Regions from separate parts of the Hordeum vulgare genome. Here regions 1 and 2 are each linked to region 3. The links are chromatin contacts, called in public Hi-C maps. All regions are on one chromosome and are shown on one strand. The core of a region is the stretch at or near the end of the contact, and the rest is flanking DNA. Distances in the headings are between cores, read along the strand shown. Region 1 holds the start of LOC123451901. Region 2 holds the start of LOC123396402 (SPX and EXS domain-containing protein 1-like). Region 3 holds the start of LOC123396140 (syntaxin-51-like).

Region 1 (3,577 bases), core at 554-3,053, 940 kb before region 3:
CACCGTCAACGACTGATGGGACAAGCCTAGTGGTCATTCAGGAGTATCAGACGTGTAATTCTAGGGCCCTCTTAGCCGGCGAACATTCACTGTGAAAGGTTCGCATTTTGAACGATTTCATTGACAGTTTCAGATGTGAGGGGATGACACATGGCAGTTTCTTCAAAAAAGTCATTTTTCGTTTGAAACTACCACCGATGGATCTCGTGAAACAATCAAGGAAAAAAACGTTATCTTGCCATCCCCTATCGGCCGACGTCCGTTAGATAACAACTCTAATGGGTTGTACTCCCTGTGTACCACAATACTTGTTGTTGCGAAGAACTAGTCTAGTTCTCTCCAACAACAAGTATTTAGGAACAGAAGGAGTACTACATAGTTATATTTTTTCTTCTAAACGTTTCTGTCAGTTTTCGCCAAGGATTGGTCATCTTCGACTAAGGACACATTTCTTTAAGGAAAAATGCTTACCATCGTTCGGCCAATTTTAGCGGACGCGCCCGTCACCTTCTTTGCGTGACACGCGTCAAAGTGAGGCCACACACACCATGCTTTGTCGAGCATGTTTGTGCAACACAGGCTATGCTTCTGAAACATATGCGATGTCGCGATGGTCCACGACATGTCTATATTTTCCAACAAAACATCTCTTGCAGATTATTTCTGCAACAACATGTGAGTTGAAAAAATGCAATGATATACCAGTTGCATTTTTACATATGTTCAAATTTTTTCGACAATACGACGTGTGTTGCAGAAACAATTCCGCAATAGAACGTGTGTTACAGGAATAATTCCGCAACAAAACCTATGTTACAATAATGAAGACGCGTCCGACCATTCGATGTTGTAGATCTAACGGCTTACGACGTGGCTGATCTTTCTAAAAGATCAGCCCCTTAATTATAGAAGAGAAGGAAAAGGGAAACGGGAGAGGCGTTTTGTCTCCCGAGCTCACCTGCACCCGCTCCGACGAAAAATATCAAAACAAATACTAAATAAATTCAAAAAATTCTATTTTTTTGTGTGGTAAATAATTTAATGCACGAGGTCCGTTTCAAATTTGAACTCATTTGGGCATCTTGAGGCGCTCTCGTCAAAAAAGTAAATCTGGGTCTGTAAAATGGTGTACTGTTTACGAACTTTTTCGATCCGATTTGTCTTTTTTGTCAAAAGCTGCTCAGGTGTCCAAATAAAATGAAATTTAAAGCAAACTTCACGGATCAAATTATCTACCATACAAAAAAGTTGGAACTTTTTTAGTATTTATTTTTAATATTTTTCTGACCCGAAGCAGATGAGCCTGGGAGCAGAATCGAATTATTGAAGGGAAACGCTTCCTTCACTCGTCTCTCCTTGCCTCCTTGGACACACGCTTGTTCTTGGCGGCAGTTCCTTCGAACGCACGTCCGTCCTTGTGTTGCACACAACGTGCAAAGTCAGCCAGGCAGCGATCCAACAGCCGACCAAGGGGGACACATCACATTACCTGGCCCCGCCGGCAAATCCATCCAACACGCCCCGCTTCGGGCGCAACCGGCAACGAGAGCGAACCCACTTTTCCGTCCCACCTTCCCCGTGTCCTATTTGGCGTTCCGTTTCGTTCGCTCGTTCGTTCGCTGCCGCGTTCCTCTCTCCCTCCCTCCCCACCCTTTCCTCCCTCCGCCACCACCAAATTCCCAGGCGGCGATTTGCTCCTCCCTGCCCCGCGCGGCGCCGACCCGCTAATGCGCTTGGGCCCGCCCCGTCGGCGAGATCGGCGCCGGCGTCTCCGTCCCATTTGCGGCGGCGACCTCACCGCCGGCGACGCGGGGCGGGCCCCCCTTGTCCGGCTGGCCGCCGGCGTGCTCGCTCGGCGGGGGGCGGTCCCGCGCTGATTGATCCCTCGGTAAGGAGCCCTAGCTTGATTTGATAATTCGTAGCAGTGGCTCGCTGCGTCCTGTCTTGTTCTGCTCTGTTATTGAGAGGATCTTTTCGGGATTTTTTTCGTGGCTGTGAGCGGTCGAATCCAACTGAGCTAATTTGATTATCAAGTTCTTCGTCCCGTAATATTGATCGCGTACGAACATTGCACACAGAGAGATTCTTCTCTCTCCGCACTTCAATTTGACCCGTCCTGTGTGTTTTGTCGCGGGATCATAGCGAGATGCTCACCGTGTTTTCTTGGTTTATTTATTGCAGCTACGCTTTGCTCGGGGGTCTACATTAGGGGAAACCGCTGCTCCTGTCTTAAATAGATGAATGAGTAGTTCGGCATTTCAAGATATAGCAATTAGCTCCGCTGTTCAAGGAGGAGGAGGAGGAGCTTCCAGCACAAGCACCATTGCTTTGTGTTGCTTCAGATGAACAGCCAAGTTGGGCCCAATAACCACAAGAACTTGAATGTGGTCTATCAGGATCTCACCACGGTTCTTGGTCTTGGCAGGTTTGACTCCGGGAACCTTGCTGCCGGTTTGCCTCTGAAATGTGATATGGATCCGGCAAATTTGGTGCGCACCAGGACCATACCCTCTGAGAATGTACTCAAACCAGCTCAACATTCAAGTGACAACCTACAAGATACGTCTTCTCCCTGCGAAAGCCCGCATGCTGGAAAAGTCAAGTTCATGTGTAGCTTTGGTGGGAAAATCCTGCCTAGGCCTAGTGATGGGGTGCTCAGATATGTGGGCGGGGAAACACGTCTCATATCGATACCCAGAAACTTCTCATGGAAGGAACTTGTGCATAAAACCCTCTCGATCTACAATCAGCCTCATACCATCAAGTATCAGCTCCCTGATGAGGACCTTGATGCTCTGATTTCTCTTTCATGTGAAGAGGATCTTCAGAATATGATGGAAGAATACTACAGTCTTGAAAAGGCCAATGGCTCACCGAGACTTCGGATATTTCTTGTCTCCCCGAATGATTGCGAGGAGTCATCGTTAAGTGCAAGAAGTTTAGAAAGTGAACCAGAATATCATTTTGTTGTTGCTGTGAACAATCTCTCACAACTGAAGCAGAGTACCAGTGACAACAATTTGGTGAGCCAGTTGAGCCAACAGTTGGATAATTCCCTACTCCCCTCCAGAGACTCAACTGTATCTCAAACAGATATAGAAAGTGGGAGTAAAGCTTTGGCTGGAACAGCCTTAAGCGAGTCTTCCTCTCAGTTTTTTCTTGCTCCATACTCACAACAAATGGTGGCTGAGTCAGCAGCAACTTCCTCCCCAGGCTTAAATCGACAGAGGACGTCTTTGAATCAGTCTAGGTTGCGGATGTCTTCAGACAGACTAACAATGAACCAAGAACATGAGAACAAATATGAAGTTAGCAATGGATCAAATTTGAAAACCATGCTTCCAGACCATCAAGATAAGACTCAAAGCGATGTAGACACAGGTATTGGAATTGGATCAACCATGCACAATCTTCAAATTCAAAGGCAGGCAAAAGATTTGGGTACACCTCGAAATGAGAGTTACGTGAGTTCACATACAAATTATGATAAGTCCACTCCAATGGAAATGCCCTTTTATTCTGAAAAGGTGTACATCCATCCAGAGACTGCTAGTTGGCTATCTGGCATGCATGAATA
Region 2 (4,021 bases), core at 1,363-3,862, 650 kb before region 3:
TAATGCATCAGAGTAGAATATATTGCATAATATTGCAGTTTCTAACTTGGGGAAGCAGGAGTAAGTGGATGGTACGTCATGCAGAACTTAAGATTCACTTCAATATTCAAAGAAACCATCCGTATGTATGTGTACTCGGACATCAATTGATTATACTTACCATATAACAGTATTGCACTAAGATGGGCATTTCCACTTATTCAATTATTACAGGAGAATAGGTATAAGTTTTAAGGGTAAATTGGCAATCGCATTAACATTCAGTGCTAGCAAAAAGTATAATGAAGAAACTACTGTTCTAATCTTACGACATGATGTAAGTTTCAGTTTATCAATTGACACGACAGAGTCAGAGATACACAATGAGGCATTCATTTTAGTATGTCAACAATATCTTATATTATACTGTTCCTCGGGAGAATTCTTGGAAATTTTTTGCACGAATTTGATTAATGATAACCGATAAGCACCACCACAAGTAAAACCAAGCATACTGTACACAACAAAAGGTCCCATGAGCAAATCACAGAATTAACAACTTAATGAGCTCAAGATATTACACTGGTTGAGATGCAGCAAGAGACACTTCACCATGTGAATACAGATATAGGTAAGCTGTCATACTTGTTGGAACAATTAACGTCAGCCAAGTAGCACACTGCCAATGGAGAAAAATAAGTTTTACTTCAGCAGAACAATATGCCAGAGTACATATAATATGAGAAATTAGACAATATTATGTCGGCATAAAAGAACATGGGCAGGACAAAAACACAATACGGTTTAAAGAAAAGAGAGCCACGTTCAAAACATCGGCCCATCGGTATTCAACTGCAGAAATAATTACCCTGCCGACGCATGTTCATCCAGACACTAAAGTAGGAATCATATATATTACTTGCATAGAAAAGCAAGATAAACACGGTTGCTTTAGGAACGTTATGTACAGTTGTACTAGAAAAATATAATGGAATGGGAACTACAAGAATTGTTGAGAGCTTAATGCCACCATCCATAAAATTCAGGCTACCATAACAACCATATGCCACATAAATTGCAGTACACCATAAAAGCTTATAGGCTATGGATAGGCTTGTCAGTGTAAATGCATTCAAGCAAGATATCAAACGGATATAGCAAACAAGATAAATAGGCATACCCTCCATATTTCTCGGTGTGATAAATGTGTCTGTGGAAGATCAAACACCTTCGCATAATTTACTGATGATTGTGCGAAAACCCACAAATTTATTCCCCATAACCAAATCATCAGTGCCTACAATAGGAACACAAAGCACAATTACATGCGCGACTAAATTTTCTGCATAGAAAGTTGAGTATGTCACATACATGTACAACAACAAAAAGAAACTCACCACCAGAAGAAGAGGATTATAGTATAAGAAAGCCTCGTATAGAAATAAATCTCGCAGATCAACACTCATTCTCATAACCGAATCCCACCCTATCTGCAGGTCCAAGAGCATAATCGATTAACAAACCACATGAAGCTCAATTCATGCGTCACAAAAGCGATTAATAGAGCAACACTGACCTTGCAACAGCACAAGCCCCATAGGAGAAACAATATAACCTGGAAAAGGTACACACTCATAAGCAATTTGAGAAGTAAAATGTCGATCAGGGCAGATGAGAAAATCAAGAGAACAGGGTAATTTCAGTACAAATGGTTAGTGGTTACAGAATAAATGATCAATAAAATACATAATGCCACAGCACAGAACTAGATAAGGACAGGTAAATATGTTGGCGTCTCTTGGAGGAAATTACAGGGTAAATCAGCAAAAAAAAAAAGCAGCATTTCCAACCGAAAATGGATATGCTAAAAGGCCACTTCATCTTCTGTGACCAAGCTAATCATAATAGTGTTCAGGTGTTGTACCGTTCAATTATCATGGAAAACAAAGGCATATCCTAGAGTAGCAGAGATTTATACTCCATGGCATGATTTTTGTCGCTACTACAAAGTTTATGCAATGAGGGGGCTTATCCCTTAACTTCCCCTCAACTCTTGACCTCCTTTGTAAATTTCTTCTGGAACATGACATGAGCCGCAGACAATGTGCATAACGGCGTCCGCAGCACACACTTCCTATACATCGGGATGTACATTAAGCATGCATGAGCGGCCGTCGAAATGGCGCGAAGGCTATACCTTGACCCGCCAGAGGAAGAGCGGCGAAGGGATGATCGCCGCAGCGGGGATGGACGACACGCCCTTCATGTCGACTCCGGCCCTGGCCCTCCGCGCGCGCACTCGGTCACACAGGCGCCTGCGTCCTCGAACGTACCCTGCGCACGGCAGCAGGATCAGTATCAGCCCCGCTGCTGCGTCAGCCCACAGCGGGCGGGCAGGCAGGCGACGTAGCCCGCGAATCGGATCGAGCGGGGGCGCTCACCGAGGATCGACAGAGCGTGCCGCCGCCGGTCGGGGCAGGGGAGGGAGGAGGAGCCGTGCCGTGCCGTCCGTCGGGCAGGCGCAGGCGCAGGCCCCTCCGGCTCTCCGGGGAGGCCGGCGGCGTGGCAGGGAACGGCGAGATCTGCGAGGGGGGGGGGGGGGGGGGGGGGAGGAGGAAGCCGTAGGAAGGGGGGAAAGGGGGGGGGGGGGGGGGGGGGAGGCGCCGACGGCGAGTTTGACGTGTAGGCGGAGCACGGGCGAGCTTTGAATTTTCTATCGACTTTTGGTACTGCTGCTGGTGGTAGAAGAGTGCGCTTTATTCCGTGATGATCTGTTCCCGTTGCTGTTCTCTGGCTTGGAAGATGAATGGAAGGAAGGAAGGAAGGAACGTGGGGGGTTGACACGTCCAGCGCACGCACGGTGGGCGTCCTGCGGTGTAGGGCATATTGGGGTTCTAGATTCTGACGCCAACGGGTGCTTGACAGTGACGTGCTGGGCGCGACCTTTTTCCCTCGGGTTTTTTTTAGGAAGAAAAGAACGGACCTTTTAAATAGCATGGATTTTTTTTTATTTTGCACGAACAGGATGGAAGAAATGCTCGAAGGGACCTTTCAAATAGGAAAGGAGGTTGCTCCCCTCGATTTGCAATGCATTTGTTGCTCACTTGGGTCTCGTCGAGAAAAACAGGAAAATAAACCAATATTTTGCGTCTAGTTTGGTTGACCGTATTCAGGCTGCATAGAGCGAGGGGGTCGGTTTTGGCATGATGTTTGATGTTTGGTGTCCAATAGGCGCGTTATCTCAACTTTTTTTTTTTACTTTTTGTATGCATGGACCGAAGTCGTGTATTCCTCCCGTTAAAATTGTATGCCTTGTAAAGTTGGTTGCACGTGCGGAGCCAAATGACATCCCGTGCTGGTTATTTAGGGTGCCCGCTCCCGCGTGTTGAACAACAAGCATTTGCATGTGCGAGACAAATTGCCTCTTCGGCCACCCCGCCTTGCTCCGTCGCCGGTGAAATCGACCGATGAAACGGCTCGCGACATCCTCAACCACTCCTTACACACACGACCCCCTCTCCCCCCTCGTTGTCGACGCAAACCCTAGCACGGGGTTGAGTTGCGACTTCGTCGGCGACGCCCCTCCTCTTAGCAGTGGCCTCGCACGCGGCTTGTTCTTGGCGCCACGAACGATCGCGATGGGTGTGTTAGATGATGAAGCGTTCCTACTCCCTCGAGGGGAGCCGCGTTGGTTTATATTGATAGGTTGTCTTGTTGTGCAAGAGATAGATACAAGAGTTTGAATACAATAGGAGATAGAGGAGATAGAGGAGGAGGTTGAGATTACAACGATATCTCTGTATTCTAACACCCTCCCTTAATCTCAACTACCTAAATTAAGATTACTCTTGAACTCATCAAATGGTCGTGTTGGTAGTGCCTTGGTGAAACCATCCGCCACTTGATCTTTGGAGGGAATAAACCGTATCTCAAGCTTCTTTGCTGCAACCCTTTCTCGTGCAAAGTGAAAATCAATCTCTATGTGCTTTGTCCTAGCATGAAACACTGGTTTTGTAGATAAGTATGTTGCACCCAAGTTATC
Region 3 (3,534 bases), core at 454-2,953:
CCATCGCCTCCAGCGGGGTTTTGTGTGGGTTGAGTTGCCCCAGCCATGTAGATGGCGATCTCGCGGCGGGTTCGGTCAAGGACTTCCGGATCCATGGCCAGCGACAAGCCTCCGAGACCATCCCCATGAAGAGACCGGATGGAATCTGAGTCGCCCATGGACGATTCATCATCCGAGTTGACCAGGGTAGTTTCCTCAGTCGCCAAGTGCTCTGGCTCCTCCGATCCCTGCGTGAACCCCACAAAGACCGGGCGAGTTAAATTTTGCGTTATCACTGGGCGGACGTACCTGGCCGGCTCGACGATGTCGGTGGAGATGTCCAGCTCAGGAACGGATGATCCGATCATGCCGATGAAGATGTTGATCTTGCCGAAGGGGACCCTGTAGCCAGATTCAATCGAATTCGCTTCAGGTCCCCATCGCTGGTTGTCGATGTAGGTTATCCCGCGGCGGCTCCGAGTCATGAGCGTCGTCGCGTAACTCCCAAACCCTGGTAGGGTTCCCTTTGAGAACTCAACTCCACCGTGCGGAGGCCCCACGGTGGGCGCCAACTGTCGTGGTTTTTTCACGGCAGATGTCCTCGTGAAAGGACTTGATACTGGAGCCATCGCACCTTGGTGGCGACTCAAAGGGGTTAAGCGGGAGAGACACGACGATTTACCCAGGTTCGACCCCTCGAAAGGAGGTAATAGCCTACGTCCTGCTTTTGTGTGTATTGATATGGATTCGATTACAAGGAAGGCGTAACTCGCCTAAACCTAGCACTCGATGATTTCTAACCTGTCCCCTGTCCCCTGGGACTTCGCCTTTATATATAGGTCGATTCCCTAGGGTTTACAAGGATTGCTTCCTTTCTACAACTCGTGGCCATTGCGGTCTCTAAATCGCCATCTTCCAAAGCTGGGAGACCCGCCAAGAGCCATACTCGTCGTACGACCTTGATTCGGCCAAAACGAGGCCCAACTAAACATTTATATGAATCGCCCAATGAATAACCCGGCCCAACTAGGACGGGTCATCCACTGGTTACATCCCCAACATTGGGGGTCCGAGATAAAGTTGGTGTGTCTGAACTTTCCTAAAGATGTCCCAGCTTTCATGTTGAATTGTGCGGTTTTGAACATCCGTCCATGTTTGCGAACATTTGATGATCTACGACGGATGGATAAAACTGTTTCGACTATCCGCTCGAGGGGAGGTTTGGTGAATTGCCCTCATGGAAAGTGAAGCGGATCCTTTAACATGAAGGAGAGAAGTCACCTAGGCTACAGTGTAAACTAGTGTTAAACAGAGAAGCAATAGCCAACGAGTACTGTAGCGAGCAATGTATTTATCTACTGCGGTAGAGTTACTGTTTATATAAATAAATTTAAAATTGCTTTTATTGCACCGTAATTTTGTTTGTATGCGATTTTTATAAATGTATAAAGTAGATTTGTAATTTGCAAATTAATTCATGTCATTTCAGGCTTAATCATATATGGATGTGAAGGAGGAAAGTAAGGAAATTGTAGCTTAGGTGACTTCTCTCATTCGTGTTAGAGGATCCACTTCCGACGGAAAGTAGGTCGAGAACATCTGCAACGGAGTTGGCCGTCGAGTGGGCCCCACCGGCGGAAGGGCCCGGTGGCAGATTAGGCCGGCGTGAGCTGGCCCAGAACTGATGCATCGGAGCGTGTCGTTTTATCTCTCTCTGAAGAATAGAAAAAGTCTGCATTTCGCCCCCTTTCGCTGATCGCTGGGGCCTCACAATCAATCGGCTACTCCCCTCTCACGCGGCAGCGACCCCGGAGGCGACGTCGGCGGCAACGGCCGGCTTCTCGCCGGTAAGATCCCCCTCCCCCCCCCCCCCCCCCCCTCTCTTAATTTCTAGGGTTCTGCTCTGTTCGCCGTGACTGGTTCTTAGGTCAGTTCGTGATTTCTCATGATACCCGCGGGGGAGAGGGGGGGGGGGGGGCGTCGGGCCGAGAGAGAGAGAGTTGGAATTGAGAGGGACAGATGTATCAGGAGAGGGAGAAATCGAGATGGAATTGGAGATTCAGAGCTGAGAAATTGATAGTGGATTGATTTTATTTCTGAATGGTATCATCTGTACGAAGTAGGGGCAAAGGTGCTGTATTTGGGAACTTGATGGACCAACTTGCAGAAAAAAAAGCACTCACCTTAAGCCAGCTTGCATGTTCTCTTCTGATTGGGCAAGAAAATGATTCCAGCTTCTGTAAGGATCCAAGGGAAACATACAAATCAACTTTCCATAATCAGCTGCAGTACCAAATTTGTACTCCACTTATTAATCACCACGAATCAAGTTTGTAGTTAACAAAATTACAAGCCTACTGTTATCTGCTGAAACTTTTCTCTTGCCCAATCACAGTTCATTGTTTGGGCTGTTTACTCCCAGGCACAATCGCCTTATATTTATAAACGGAATTTTTGACAACGCCACTAGTTGACTCTGATGCACATGCATTTGCTAGCTCTTTAGCTTATATACACCCTTCTCAATGCATATGTTTCTGCGTTTGCACCGTCTTCTGCTCTGCTGCCGACGAGGGCACCGTCCTTCTCCTATACTCCTGCTTCTGCATCTTATCCCCTGATGCTTGCAAATGGACATACTTTGTGTGAATCTTTTCCCTTTCCAGTTTTCATGTCATTCAAGGGAACCATGTCGCAGCAAACTGACATATGAAAGGGGATCTGAGGAAACCCATTTGTGGACAATTATACAACTTGCATAGTAATAAAGACAAACCAGTTTGCTTCTGGGGGCTATTTTGATGGAACCAAATTAGAATTGAAATATTACCTTGTAGAATATTTATATATTGAATCATATGTGTAACTAAATTTCTCCCTGGCACGGGTTAACCGACTGGTTACTAAGTTGCAGGGATTATATCCCCTAGTGGAACTAATCCCTGCAGGGAGGGGATCAACCCAATCCCTGCAGGGATTAGTTCCCACTGGAAATAATCCCCAGCAACCGAACATAGCCTCATTCTGGTTCTGATGCCGATTAGGGATCTTGGTAGAACCTTTGGGGATGGAAGGTGTGGGTTCGCGGTGTATGTGATAGATGATGGGAATAGAAAGTACAAACATTCTTGTGAATTTTTGGTGAAAGATAGTACTTCCTGTGGTCGTTGGAAAGATAGGTATATAGATGTGTCAGAGGAGAAATTTTCTTTAGCTTTGTTATGGTGTTGCCTGTAAACTTCATAACACAACCACGAGGCCATATGATTCGGCATGCTGTAGTAAGCCAACAGTCAGCTACAATCCATGGTTCATTGCACATTGCGCCTAACTGGTCGGACCTGTGCTGCATAAATGTAACCTGCAAGAGGTACACTATGTTTGGTGTTATTTTCGGCAGAAATCTGCAAAGATGAGTTTTGGATACACATACTAAACTTCAGCAATCTTGCTGTCCCTTTAGGGCCCCATGGTTGGGAGTTTGTTTAGTAGGAGCAATGTATTCCTGCACGCTGGTCAATCTTGGTTTAGGATCAACCGGCCGACTCTCCATAT

What was found. Hi-C and Micro-C count contacts between places; a contact is called where the count stands out from the background.
Region 1: a contact with region 3 is called in a Hi-C map of seedling, with 6 times the contacts expected there. The contact joins the promoter of LOC123451901 here to the promoter of LOC123396140 in region 3. A contact is called at or near these places in 2 of 6 Hi-C or Micro-C datasets (leaf and seedling).
Region 2: a Hi-C map of seedling shows a contact between it and region 3, with 3 times the contacts expected there. The contact joins the promoter of LOC123396402 here to the promoter of LOC123396140 in region 3. A contact is called at or near these places in 3 of 6 Hi-C or Micro-C datasets (leaf and seedling).

The regions. Positions count from the first base shown.
Region 1 is chr5H:57,205,703-57,209,279 of MorexV3_pseudomolecules_assembly, reverse strand. It overlaps LOC123451901, which reads left to right and starts at 1,803. Exons shown (of 10, transcript XM_045128455.1): 1 at 1,803-1,888; 2 at 2,182-2,354; 3 at 2,426-3,577. The coding sequence starts at 2,472.
Region 2 is chr5H:56,912,996-56,917,016 of MorexV3_pseudomolecules_assembly, reverse strand. It overlaps LOC123396402 (SPX and EXS domain-containing protein 1-like), which reads right to left and starts at 2,612. Exons shown (of 13, transcript XM_045091349.1): 1 at 2,421-2,612; 2 at 2,177-2,313; 3 at 1,556-1,594; 4 at 1,377-1,469; 5 at 1,160-1,276; 6 at 563-658. The coding sequence starts at 2,245.
Region 3 is chr5H:56,263,253-56,266,786 of MorexV3_pseudomolecules_assembly, reverse strand. It overlaps LOC123396140 (syntaxin-51-like), which reads left to right and starts at 1,703. Exons shown (of 7, transcript XM_045091193.1): 1 at 1,703-1,826.